Regions from separate parts of the Sus scrofa genome. Here region 2 is linked to region 1. The links are chromatin contacts, called in public promoter capture Hi-C maps. All regions are on one chromosome and are shown on one strand. Each heading gives the region's core, a stretch centred on a gene start, on an enhancer-like site or on the middle of the called end of the contact. The rest is flanking DNA. Distances are from core to core; before and after follow the strand shown.

What was found. Promoter capture Hi-C pulls out the DNA fragments that hold promoters and counts their contacts.
Region 2: a promoter capture Hi-C map of liver shows a contact between it and region 1, with 4 times the contacts expected there. The contact joins the promoter of CBS here to the promoter of WDR4 in region 1. A contact is called at or near these places in 1 of 5 promoter capture datasets (liver) and 5 of 47 Hi-C or Micro-C datasets (embryonic fibroblasts, fetal liver, liver and 1 more).

What each region holds. Positions count from the first base shown.
Region 1 is chr13:206,092,327-206,098,415 of Sscrofa11.1, reverse strand. WDR4 (tRNA (guanine-N(7)-)-methyltransferase non-catalytic subunit WDR4) reads left to right here and starts at 3,703. Exons shown (of 11, transcript XM_005654080.3): 1 at 3,703-4,263; 2 at 6,018-6,089.
Region 2 is chr13:206,228,295-206,234,383 of Sscrofa11.1, reverse strand. CBS (cystathionine beta-synthase) reads left to right here and starts at 3,021. Exons shown (of 16, transcript XM_021071046.1): 1 at 3,021-3,159.

The DNA.
Region 1 (6,089 bases), core at 2,454-4,953:
AACAAAATCCATCTAAGTGGCACCACAAGAGACACAAAGGGAAGACTGTGAAACCGAAAATAAGCTGAAAACCATTTCAACTTAGACCTGATTAAGATTTAGAAGACAAGGTAAAGGTTATCATGAAATGTGATGGAAAAAGATCTTGGGAAAGATACATCTTGTTGGCACAGCTACCGTCAGACTTCAGAGTGTGAGGCAAGTTATTTCTCGCTGGCAAAAGCTCAAAATGGTACATTGTGTTTGCATCTGATGGTCAAACCGATTTTAAGTTTTCATCTGTACATGTTCTGTGTCTTGTGATATAACGGGATTCCTCCTAAGTCTTTATTCCTTGGTCTCCAACTATGTTGCAAGAACAAGTAGTTACTTCTCAAGGTTGTCATGTGTACAACATAAAGGTAGTGAGGCTTCGCACTCCGTTTACACACGCATATCACCGGTGATGGTTTCTCGAAGTGCGGGGGTGTGGACGAGGGAACAGGGAGCTTGACAGGAGCGAAGCCATCTTCCTGCCACCGTCCACCTTGGTGAACTTAAGGTGACCCATGGGAGGCTCTGAGAAAAACAAAGTCGTTAGGACTTGAGAAACTCCGGGCCCCCATTGTTCTGGAGATATTCAAAAAATAGCGCGATTGTACTGGCTATTCATGAAAGGTGAATCACCAAAGTAACAACATAAGACATCCCGCACAGCGATACCTCCTTCTGTATCCTGCATGTAACCAAAGGTTAATGTAGCATGTTAGACACGTAAGCAAGCACTGGGAATGCGTCTCCCCCTTTCTGTTTGGGGTCCATGCTTGGGAAGTGGTTCCCCGGGGACCCGCCGGCGGCATAAGGCTGACGTCCCTCTTCCTCAAGGGTCCTCCGAGGTGATGTCTGGGAATTCTACAGCATGAAAATGCGTTACGGAACATTTTATGAGATGTAAGCCCTGATTAGAATGGAAGCTTAATTTGCTTTCAAGCCTGGCAGTGCCCGGCTGCCCCTTTGTAGGAGCTCTGGGGTCTTGGTATTGTTATCCCACCCAGCACAGAAACTGCCAATTCACCCGCATGCCTGAAAAGTGCCCTAGAGCATGAGACTGGCCTTTCACTGTGCCCGCCAGCTTAGCTGAATAAGAAATGATGTTTGGAGCAGACTTATTTCCTGCTGCCTCTGGTTGCTGCCCAGCATCAAGCCCTCCTTGAAGCTGCTGGGCAGGGATCTCCGTGAGACTCTCCTGCTTTGCTTCCTGCCCTGCCCCCCCCCACCCCAAACCTCTGTGTTCTCTGTTCTGTGAATCACGGACTCTCGTCCATCTTCTGCCTCTATGAAAGCCCCTTTTACCTCGTGGCCTTTATGGGAGCCTAGCTTTCCCCAAGCATTCTGCTTTGTCAGCAGCAGCCACCTTTCAAGTTTGCGTGTAAATTCATCCGTGAATCAAAGCGGAGGTGGGGTCTGGGTCCGCAGTCTTCTGGTTTCCCAAGCCTCAAACCCATCGCGATTCCTTTACTCTTAAGCAAAAATAACTAATTCTTCACAACAGTCCATTAGTTGCTCCATTTATTTACTTAGCAAATATTGATCGAACACTGACTTCATGCCAGGTTTTGTGCTGCAATCTGGGCCGTTGGTGACCGGCCAACTTAGGCATCAGTTCCTGCCTTCGTGGCATTTGCAGCCTGAGACAGACATTAAACAAATTATCACGGTGCTGTGGATGCAAACAATGGAGAATCAGTAAAGGCTTCCTCAATGACTCTGCTGGGATGACGCTGGGAATAAACCAGGGACACTAAAGAGATAGGGTGTGGGGAGAGCATTTCAAGCAGAAAGAACAGCGTGTGGTAAGGTCCTGTGGTTAGTCGGAACACGGTGCCAGTGACCTGGAAGGGTGGTCATGAGAATGGGCCTCGCCTGGGAGGGAATGAGGCTGTGGAATCGATAGGAGTCAGACCACATGGAGTCTCAGAGTGGAAGAGCAGGATTTGGTCTCTGGACGGACAACAACGAGAAGCTTTTGTTCATGCTAAGCAGGGGAATGAAATGACTAGAACCGTGTCCTGAAAATACCTCTTGGGCTTTAGTGTGCAAAACGGATCTGAGGGGGACACAGGGGCAGATGTGAGACCAGCAAGTGGCAGGATTGCTGTGGCCACAGAAGCCATGGAAATGGAGTGAAGGGGCTTCCAGAAGGATTTAAGTGGTTAGAAGAACAATGTGGGATGAGGGGGCTGTGAGTCCTGAGAGATTCCCCCCAACTGGGATCGGGTGATGCACTCCATGAGCACAAGAACACTGGGAAAGAGCCCCATTTTGGGTTGAAAAATGGCAGTTCATAGCCTTTGTGGTTTTTTTTTTTTTTTTTTTTATCTTTTATCTTTTTAGGGCCGCATCTGTGGCATACGGAGGTTCCCAGGCTCTGGGTCAATCGGAGCTGTTGCTGCCAGCATACACCACAGCCATAGCAACACCAGATCCGAGCCGCCTCTGCGACCTACACCACAGCTCACGATTGCCGGATCCTTAACCCACTGAGCAAGGCCTGGGATCGAACCCCCAGCCTCATGGTTCCTAGTCAGATTCGCTGCCGCTGTGCCACAACAGGAACTCCAAACTCCACCTTTGTGTTTAAGGCATGTTTAGCTTATCGCCTTCCAGGGACCTCTGCCTTGAGCTATGAAGTGGCGTCTGGCACTTGCCATCAGACTCTACTTGGGTTAAATGAGCCACTGCAGCTGCCGGCCCACAACACCCCGAGCAGAGCTCAGGGTGGACAGAGGAGTGAGGCCCCCTGTTCTCTGGGAAAACTGGAAGGACAGGCTTTCAGATAGGTATTTTTAGGAGACGATTTTACGTGCCCAATTCTTGCATCTCCCCCATCAGAAAAACACGAAAATCCTTCATGGTGATGTCTGTTCCTGGTGACTGGTAGTGACCTTCAGGAGATCAGCCACAAACTTTTTTTTTTTTTTTGAGTGGCATATGGAGGTTCCCAGGCTAGGGGTTGAATCGGAGCTGTAGCCACCGGCCTACACCAGAGCCACAGCAACGCGGGATCCAAGCCGCATCTGCAACCTACGCCACAGCTCACGGCAACGCCGGATCCTTAACCCACTGAGCAAGAGCAGGGACCGAACCCGCAACCTCATGGTTCCTAGTCGGATTTGTTAACCACTGCGCCACAACGGGAACTCCATCCACAAACTTTTTTAAGATGTGTGTGCGGCAGTCTTTCAGCCCAGTCTGAATACCACCCAAGTATTCAAGGTCCTCTGTGAACGCAGTCACCTCCAAGGGTGAGAGCCGAGGAATCCACAGGATACTGGCCCCAAGAGCGGGAGGTGCATATCAAAGGAAGGATTTCAGTGAGCCCAGGCCTCTTTTGTTCCGACTTCCTGCTCTTTGCTTAAACCTCCCCTGAGCTGGTTCTCAGGGCTACCCGAGATGCTGTCTCTCCTGCTTAAGTCCTAATTTTCCCCCAAATAAAAACTTAATTCTCGGGAGTTTCCATTGTGGCTCAGTGGTTAATGAACCGGACTAGCATCCATAAGGACTTGGGTTCAATCCCTGTCCTCACGCTGTGGGTTAAGGATCCAGCGTTGCCGTGGGCTGTGTGTGGGTCCACGAGGCAGCTCAGATCCTGCTGCTGTGGTGGAGGCCAGCAGCTTCAACTCCGATTCAACCCCTGGCCTGGGAACCTCCATACGCCGTGGGTGTGGCCCTAACAGAAAAAAAAACAAAACAAAACCCAAAACACTTCTTTCTCAACTGTGAGGTTGCGGACTTTCTTTGTGGACAGAGTCCTCCTCAGACCCCTCCATGCTGGACCTGGACACGAGCTCAGACCCTCCCGTTTCTTGGAGGAGTATTTATTAAAAACCAAGTAGGTTCGAGGCCGGTCAAGTCAACCAGCCCGAGAAAGATCCAGACCCGGCCCCACCCAGGCCGGAGGAAGAGCGGAAACTAAACAAGCAGGTGCACTTCACCGGGACAAATTCGAACAAAACCCCCCAAGGCCGCGAGAGACGCCCTCTTAGAATCCGAAGGGCAAGAGGGCCTGTCTGCGCATGCCCGGAGGCGGCGCGTCCCACCGCGTCACCGCGCGGCGGCTGCGCGTGACGTCACTCCCCAGCGCCGGCAGGAAGAGGCCCCGGGCGCGCACGTGGGTGGCGGAGAGGCCAGAGAAATGGCGAGTTCCGTAGGGCTGGCGCTGTGCGGGGAAGCGCTGGTGGTGCGAGGCGGCAGCCGGTTGCTGGCCACCTCCACTTCGAGCAGGTGAGGGGGTCGAGGCCTGGAGCAGAAGCCCAGGCTGCGGTCGCGCGTTGGGGCCTTGAGGTCCCGGCTCTCCCGCGCCGCCTTGGGGTGACTCGGCGGAGCCCCACCGCTGCCTGCGAGCTCTTCGCACCCTTCTCGCACGACCCGCGCAGGGCGCCCCTTGCCGTCTCAGTGGTGGTTCTGCGCAGCTCTTTGCCTGGTCAGCGCCGGACACTTCCGGGCTCCGCGGGCACGGATCACGTGGGGGCGACGCGGGCGGGGCTGGGCCAGTGAGGGACCCGGAGGACGCCGGTCAGATCATCTCTGGCTGGTGGGGAGGAAGGCAGCCCTTGGCCTCCCTTAGGGAGAAGGGTTTGCTTTCCGGGAACGTGTTGGGCGCACTCCTTTCTAGCCTCCGTCTCCTTGCGGTCCTCCCTGTTCCCTCATCCCCGCCCACATCCATGGACCCCGCCCTATGCCACCCTTGAGTGGCTCTGCACAAAGTCCTCCTTCTGCTTTTCTCATTTCACGGAGCTTCTCTATTGTCCTCGGGATTTTTTAGTCAGTACGTTTGTTGATCGAAGAGTCCTGACTTAGGAGCCTCATTTTTATTAATAGTGGTTCCTTTCGGTTCCTTTCTTCTTTCCACGGTAGTTTCGAGTCTCTCAAACTTGAAACAGACGAGGTGTTTGTCAAATGTAAATGTACCCTCTGTGTTCGTTGCTCAACGTTTGGTTTTAGAGCAATTCGATGTTAAGTTCACATTTCACAAATTTATTCGCAAACCTGTTGTTTGTCCCAGGTTTTTTTGTTTCAGAGCCTCGTGGTATCTAACACCTGCCACATAGAGGTGTGGATCAAGTAGACTCTGCCTGTTTCCGTCCATACCTCTTGAGATGTGGTGGCAGACGGCCGGCAGAGTTCCTGCTTCTCTTCTTGCACCACAGTGTTCCACGTGAAAACAGTTCCGCCGCAGCCACTTTAAAGGCTGTACATTGGTGCAGGACGTCTTCTCCGTGCCAGGCCCTGGAGGGGGAGCCCAGGGTCCATTAGGGAACATGGGTAGCTTTTATGAGTGGTTGCTTGGCAACCATGGAAGCTTTTCCGAGGTATTTTTTCCCATACAAATAATGGCAGTTTTAAACTTGGGTGCAAAAGACCTACTGAAAATTCATTGACATCAGAACATGATTTCTCTTCACATTCCACCTTGTACTGATTTTTCTAGTACATGATATTTCCTGTTGGGTTTTTGTCCTCATTGATGATACTTAACTGATTTGTATGGATGGAGCATGCTAGTTCTGTGTGGCAAATAGAAACATAGCAGGTTAAGCAAATAAAACTCCTTAACTGTTTCCTGAAACATGCAGAGACAATTTCTTGAGGATAAGGCCCTGAGTGAATGTGCAGATATCGTTTTGATCCAGCCCCCCTCCCCAAAAAAAGGAATGAGAATTTTTTTTTTTTGGTTGTCTCCTTAGGGCTTCACCCTTGGCATATGGAGGTTCCCAGGCTAGGGGTCTAATTGGAGCTGTAGCTGCCGGCCTACACCACAGCCACAGCAATGCCAGATCTGAGCCACGTCTGCAACCTACACCACAGCTCACGGCGGTGCCGGATCCTTATCCCACTGAGCAAGGCCAGGGATCAAACCTGCAACCTCATGGTTCCTAGTTGGATTCATTTTCTCTGCACCATGATGGGATCTCCAGGAATGAGCATTTTTGTTAACCAAGTGCTTCTTTTAAAATATGTCTGTTATTTTTCCTTAGTGATGGTGACAGCCTTTTCACATATGACTGCAGTACTGCACAAAAGAAGACACAAGAACAAGAGCAAAAAGG
Region 2 (6,089 bases), core at 1,772-4,271, 140 kb before region 1:
GACATCGAGTCTCCAACTTACCCTCAATCACTCAGAAAACCGAATAGATAAGATCTTAGACAAATTGATGACAGAGACTGAGAGTCATGTTGCTTTTTCAGCGGCACCCACAGCACAGGGGCGTTTGCAGCCAGGGATTGAATCCGAGCTGCAGCTGTGACCATGTCTGCAGCAATGCTGGATCCTTAACCCACTGCGCTGGGCTGGGGATCAAACCTCCACCAAGGCAGAGACAATGCCAGATCTTCAACCTGCTGCGCCACAGTGGGAACTCCTTAGAGTCATATTTTTCATGCGTGACTCTGATAGACACAGAGGCAGAGAGAGAAGAGTGTAAAGCAAACGTGAGAAAAATTTAACATTTGGAAAATCTGGATGAAGGGCATCTGGGAATTCCTTGTACTGTTTTTGCCACTTTTCTGGCAGTCTAAAATTATGTCCAAAAAATTTTAGGGAGTTCCCGTTGTGGCGCAATGGAAACGAATCTGACTAATATCCATGAGGATGTGGGTTTGATCCCTGGCCTCGATCAGCGGGTCAAGGATCCGGCGTTGCCGTGAGCTCTGGTGCAGGTCGCAGATGCAGCTCAGATCCCTCTTTGCTGTGGCTGTGATGTGGGCCGGTAGCTACAGCTCCAATTCGCCCCCTAGTCTGGGAATTTCTATATGCTGCAGGTGTGGCCCTAAAAAGACAAAAAATAAAACCACACAAATTTCTGGCCTCCCACAGTTCTGGAGGCCAGCGGTGCAAAATCAGGGGCCACAGGACCAGGCTCCCTCTGGGTTCTGGGGGAGGCTCCTTCCTGCCTCTTTCACCGCCTGCTGGTTGCCAGTGTCTTTCTTTTGAGCCCGTAAGACCCCCGGTTCTGCCTCGTCTTCACCTGGCCACCTCCTCTCCGTGTCTGTGTCCAAATTTCCCTCCTACAAGGACAGGGGTCAACCTTCTTCTAAGGACGCCTGTCCTGACCACCTTCTTTTTGCAGTATGACCTCCTCTGAAGTGAATTAGATCCTCAAAGACCCTCTTTCCAAATAAGCTCACGCGCACAGATTCGGGGTTAGTCAAAGGCTAACATTTGGGGGTGTTCCTTGGTGGCACAGTGGGTTTAAGGATCCGGTGTTGTCACTGCTGTGTGTAATCCCTGGCCCAGGAACTTCCACATGTGGGGAGTTCGCAGCCATCTGGGTCCCAGATGTCAAAAGCTTGACATCTGGGACCCAGTATCTTAGAATCCTTATGCTCTTCTTGCCACTTTTATAGCAGTCTGAAATTATGCCAAGATAAAATAATTCAGCGCATAATCAAAAACTCCCCCCTGGAAACCCTCCCGGGGCCCCAGGCCATTGAGACTAAAATCCAGCTCCCGCCCTGGACCCAAAGGCCCTCGGACCGGCCTCGCCTCCCATCCTCTGCAGCCGCATGGACCTTCCCTGGTCCTCCTGGCACCCTGGGCTTGTCCCTGCCCCGGGCATTTGCACTGACGGGCTGTCTTCAGGTGGGAACATCCTTCTCCAGAATAAGATCTGGTCCCTAAGCTCTCTGCTCAAGTGTCGCTGGTCCAGAGAGCCTTCCTGACGACCTGATCCACGACTCTCCCACTGCTGTGTCTCTCCATCCCTGGCTTTACCATTCTCCATGTCCCTTCTCTTTAATGAAAGGTTTTGTTTGTTTTTGCTTTTTTTCTTTTTTAGGGCCGCACCTGCAGCATATGGAAGTTCCCGGGCTAGGAGTTGAATCAGAGCTGCATTTGCCAGTCTGCGCCACAGCCACAGCCACACCAGATCCAAGCCACATCTGCTACCTACCCTGCAGCTTGGAGGAACACCGGATCCTTAACCCACTGAGCAAGGAGTGAGGCCAGGGACGGAACCCCCATCCAGTGGAGACTATGTCTGGTTCTTAACCGGCTGAGCCACAATAGGAACTCCTCACTGACGGAAGTTTTCAATAAAGCGCTGTCTTGTTGAGGCCGCTCCCCTAGCACAGGCACTCCTGTTTCCCTGCAGTGCCCAGTGCAGTGCTGGCACGTGGCCGGAGCTCTAATTAGTTGGGTGCTGGGCAAAGTAACTCCGTCCTCTGTTCAAGCCGGGGCCCCGCCCCTGACTTAGTCACAAGGGTCAGGGACTCTCCATGCAGCTCGGAACCTCAAGAGGTAGACAGGCTCTTTAAAAGTCAGGAGCACTCAGTTTGGAATATTTTTTATTAGTGGTGGCCTTCCTAGCGGTCAGAGCCTTCCTGGCTGTCAGCCTTTGGTGCCCCATGGCCAGGGAGAGCCCGCTGGCGGCCGGCCAGCCGCTTTGTGGCTTCTGGCCAAGTCCACGTGCTCTCAGGTTCCATCCCTGATGGGAACGGCCACCGGGCTGGGCAGACGGGGGTCCAGGGCGGAAGCACTGTATATGCTGGGTCCTCGGACCCTGAGGGGGAGGAAAGAACCGCATGGTGGATCCCAAGCCCGGGTGCTGTGCGCGCAGGCCCACGGCTTTCAGGCTCTGGGGTCCTGCGACCAGAAAGAACCGCGTCAGGCGGTCGCAGGACCAGGGCCGGCATGAGGGGACGCGGCAGGTGAGATGTGCGCTGAGGCCCATCCTCAGGGCCTCCCGACCGCACGTTTGTAACTCAGCAATGCGTCCTCATTACTCCCCGCAGAGCAAGGCGTTACCCTGGTGGACACTGGGTACAGAGCGTTCTGCACACAGAAGCGCGGCTCTGATTGGGGTCGTGTCGCGGGGCGGGGGGAGGGGGCAGGGGAGAGAGAGAGGGTAGGGGGCAGGCCGCGCGGGCGGGGGTCCGGGGAGCGGAGGGGACAGGGGCCAAGGGCGCCTGGTTGCGTCAAGAGAGATTAAGGGATGGGGGTGGGGTCCTGACCCGAGGTGAGGCTTTGGGGGCGGGGTGGGGGCGGGGCGCTGAGGGCGGGGCGGGTTGGGGGGGCGAGGGGGCGGGGACGAGGGAGGTGGCGGCCCGGCAATCCGCAACTTGGGATTGGCCAGCTGCCGGCCCCCGCCCCCCTCCTCTCGGCCAATCGCCTCCCTCCCACTCTGGCCGCCGGGTCCCCAGGGAGCCGGCCAGCCCCTGGTCTGGTCTCGAAGTCGCAGCTTTCCGGGTCACTGCTCGCCGCTCTCAGAGGCGCCCAGCCTGCTGCTCTTCCCCGGTCTCGGTCCAGGTGAGCACCTGCCGGACCGAGACTGAACCTACCCTTAGGCGGAGAGATCCGACTAGCGTCCAGGAGGGGGTCCCTGCCGCCCCAGCCCCTCGGCCTGGGTTGCATCATCTTGCACGCGCCCGCGGCGGACCTGGGCCAGCGCCCCGCGCGTCCCGCTTCCCCAACCCTCCCCTTACGGCGAGTCCGGACCATCCTGAAGCTGGCGATTCCGCGCCCACGTGGCCCAGGACCCCCGATCCAACTCCCGCGGCTGCGGATGGACCGCAGGGGGCGTGAGGGGCGGAGTGTTGCGCTGAGACCCCGGGAGGGAACTTTTGGAAGAGGCGCTCTGATGGTGCCGTCATTGATTTTTTTCGCTGCGTTTTGGCTGGGAAATGATTGTTTGGCAAATTACTGGCCTCCACCAGTTGTGTGTCGTGGGCGGGGGGGGGGGAACGTGTAAATATCGATGTAATTGCGCAGGATGCACGGGAGGTGGCCGCCCGCGGGGGGAGGGGGCCCTGACCCCAGCCCAAACCAGGAGGGTGGAAGAGAGTGACCTGCGACCCCAGCTTCGAGCCTAAGGTTGGCCGGATGGCTAGTCCGGAGACGGGGGAGGGTGAGTGGGGGAGGGGCGTGAGCGCAAAACAGCCTCCCACAGGATTACCTGGGGGTGTTTATCCCAAACTCTGTCCCCAAATGCCCCTCCCGAAGGCCGGTGACCGGGCCGCCTCCAAGTCCACCGTAGGGTCTCGATTTCCCGCCCTGACAACTCACATCGAAAGAGGAGTTTCCTACCGTCGGTACTCTCGGCCCTAACTGGCCCTCTTGGGCCGACTGGTGCCGTGTGCAGGGTGCCTGGGGGGCTAGGGGTCGTGACCCCCAGGAGGGTTCTGTGGTTTGAGGTGCTGCGGGAGCCAGCAGGGCGGCGTCAGGTAGCCCGCCTCCCCGGAACCAACGTCCATCGGCGCACAGGGCTCTGTGCCCGAGGGGAGCTGTGCCAGGGCCAGCGGGGCTGAGCCGGGCGGTGCCAGGAGAAGCCCGCCGATTGGAACTCAAGTCATCAAGCGAGCGACCCGCCTAGTGCCTGTGGGTTCTTCGGAGACTAGGTCGCTTTCAATCTTTGTTCCTGGCGGTCCTTACTTTTTGGGAGATTGCTCCAGGTGAGGCAAGTCGCCACATAGGAGGCGCGGGGCTGCCCGCGTGTTCGGGCTGCTTTGCGTGGTATTCTGGCCCGTCTCGCAGCTGAGTGCGTGCCCACCTGGCCAGGGCGCTGCAGGCAGGTCGGCCTCTGATGGGGAAAGAGTTCTGCTGGATGGAAGAACCCTCTCCCCACGGGCAGGACTCCGCTTCCCGCGGGCACTTTTTCAAAGGTGAGCGAAGGCGGCAAGACTTGCTTGCGTGGCTTCCCTAGGGGGCCCAGACCCCCTGAAAAAGTAGCCGGTGATTCCAAGACTTGAAGGAACTACGGCTCTAGGCACATTTAGCAGAATGGCTGGGAGGCTGGTTTCTCCCCGGAAAGCGGGCGCGCCGCCCAGCCTCGTGGATTTGAAAGGGAGGGGACTGGGGAGGGTGGGGGTGTCCGCTTCCCTTGTGCACAGGCTCCGGCCCGGGCACCTGCCGCGACCTGCTGGGCGCCGGTCCACACCTGGCGCTGGGAGAAAGGGAACCAGCAGGGCGCTGCCTCAGTGCTGGGGTCCGAGGTCCTTCCAGCTTCCTGGAGGAGCGGTGGGAGCTCAGAGATCACCCAGAGCCACATCCCTACCTGGAGCTCCTCGCAGGGACCTTCCAAACCCACGGGGCTCCAGGGACTGGGGGGCAGGGGGGCAGCAGGTTTTGATTTACGGAAAAAATGAGAGAGGGAGCGTGGAGTGAGTTCCCACACACGTCCCCTTCCCAGGTCCCGGTGTACTGAACACCTTACACCTTAGTATGGCGGGGCTTTTCTGTTTGTTGTTTGTTTGTCACAATTAATGAACATTACTGGGTTTTTTGTTTGTTGGTTTTGTTTGTTTGTTTTGTTTTGTTCCCTTTTCTAGGGCCGCTCCTGCGGCATGTGAAGTTCCCAGGCTAGAGGTCTAATTGGAGCTGTAGCCGCCGGCCTACACCACAGCCACAGCCACACAGGATTGGAGCCGTGTCTTCGACCTACACCACAGCTCACGGCAACGCTGGATCCTGAACCCACTGAGCAAGGCCAGGGATCGAACCCGCAACGTCACGGTTCCTAGTCAGATGTGTTAACCACTGCGCCACGACGGGAACTCCCTAATGAGCATTCCTTTTTACTAAAGTCTGTACTTACCCAGATTTGCTTGTTTCCCCCAGTCCCGCCCTCCGTTCTGGGAGGCCCCCCAGGAACCCCCGTTACCTTTAACAAAAGGTCAGCTTCCCGGGGGGGTGACTTTTCAGTCATCAGCCAGGCGCATGATGGCTGTGGTCCTGGCCTCTGTTCCCTGTAGAAACTCGGGGGGAAGCAGCAGACGGGCTGGGTTCTGTCCTGGTTGACGAACTTGAGAGCGGGCGCCCGCTCATTGTCACCCCCAGCAGCGGCCAGGGCTGCAGTCCCTCCCGTGTGCGCCCATTCCCCCCCTCCTTTTTTGATCACGTATGTTAAGGTTCCATGAGGGTTTTTTTTTAATTTGAGAAGATGTACATAATCTGCAATCGATTTTAACCGTTCTAAGTACCTACATTCACTGTGCTGTGCAAAATCCTCGGGATTCTCTGTACCCGGGGTTTTTTCATCATGTCTGTCTTCCTTTCTTTTTTTCTTTTGAGGCTGCACACGCGCACACGGCATATGGACAGTCCCAGGCTAGGGCTCAAATCGGAGCTGCAGGCTACACCACAGCCACAGCAACTTGGGATCAGAGCCTCATCTTCATCCTGTGCTGCAGCTCACGGCAAAGCCAGATCTTAACCCACCGAGCAAGGCCAGGGATCGAACC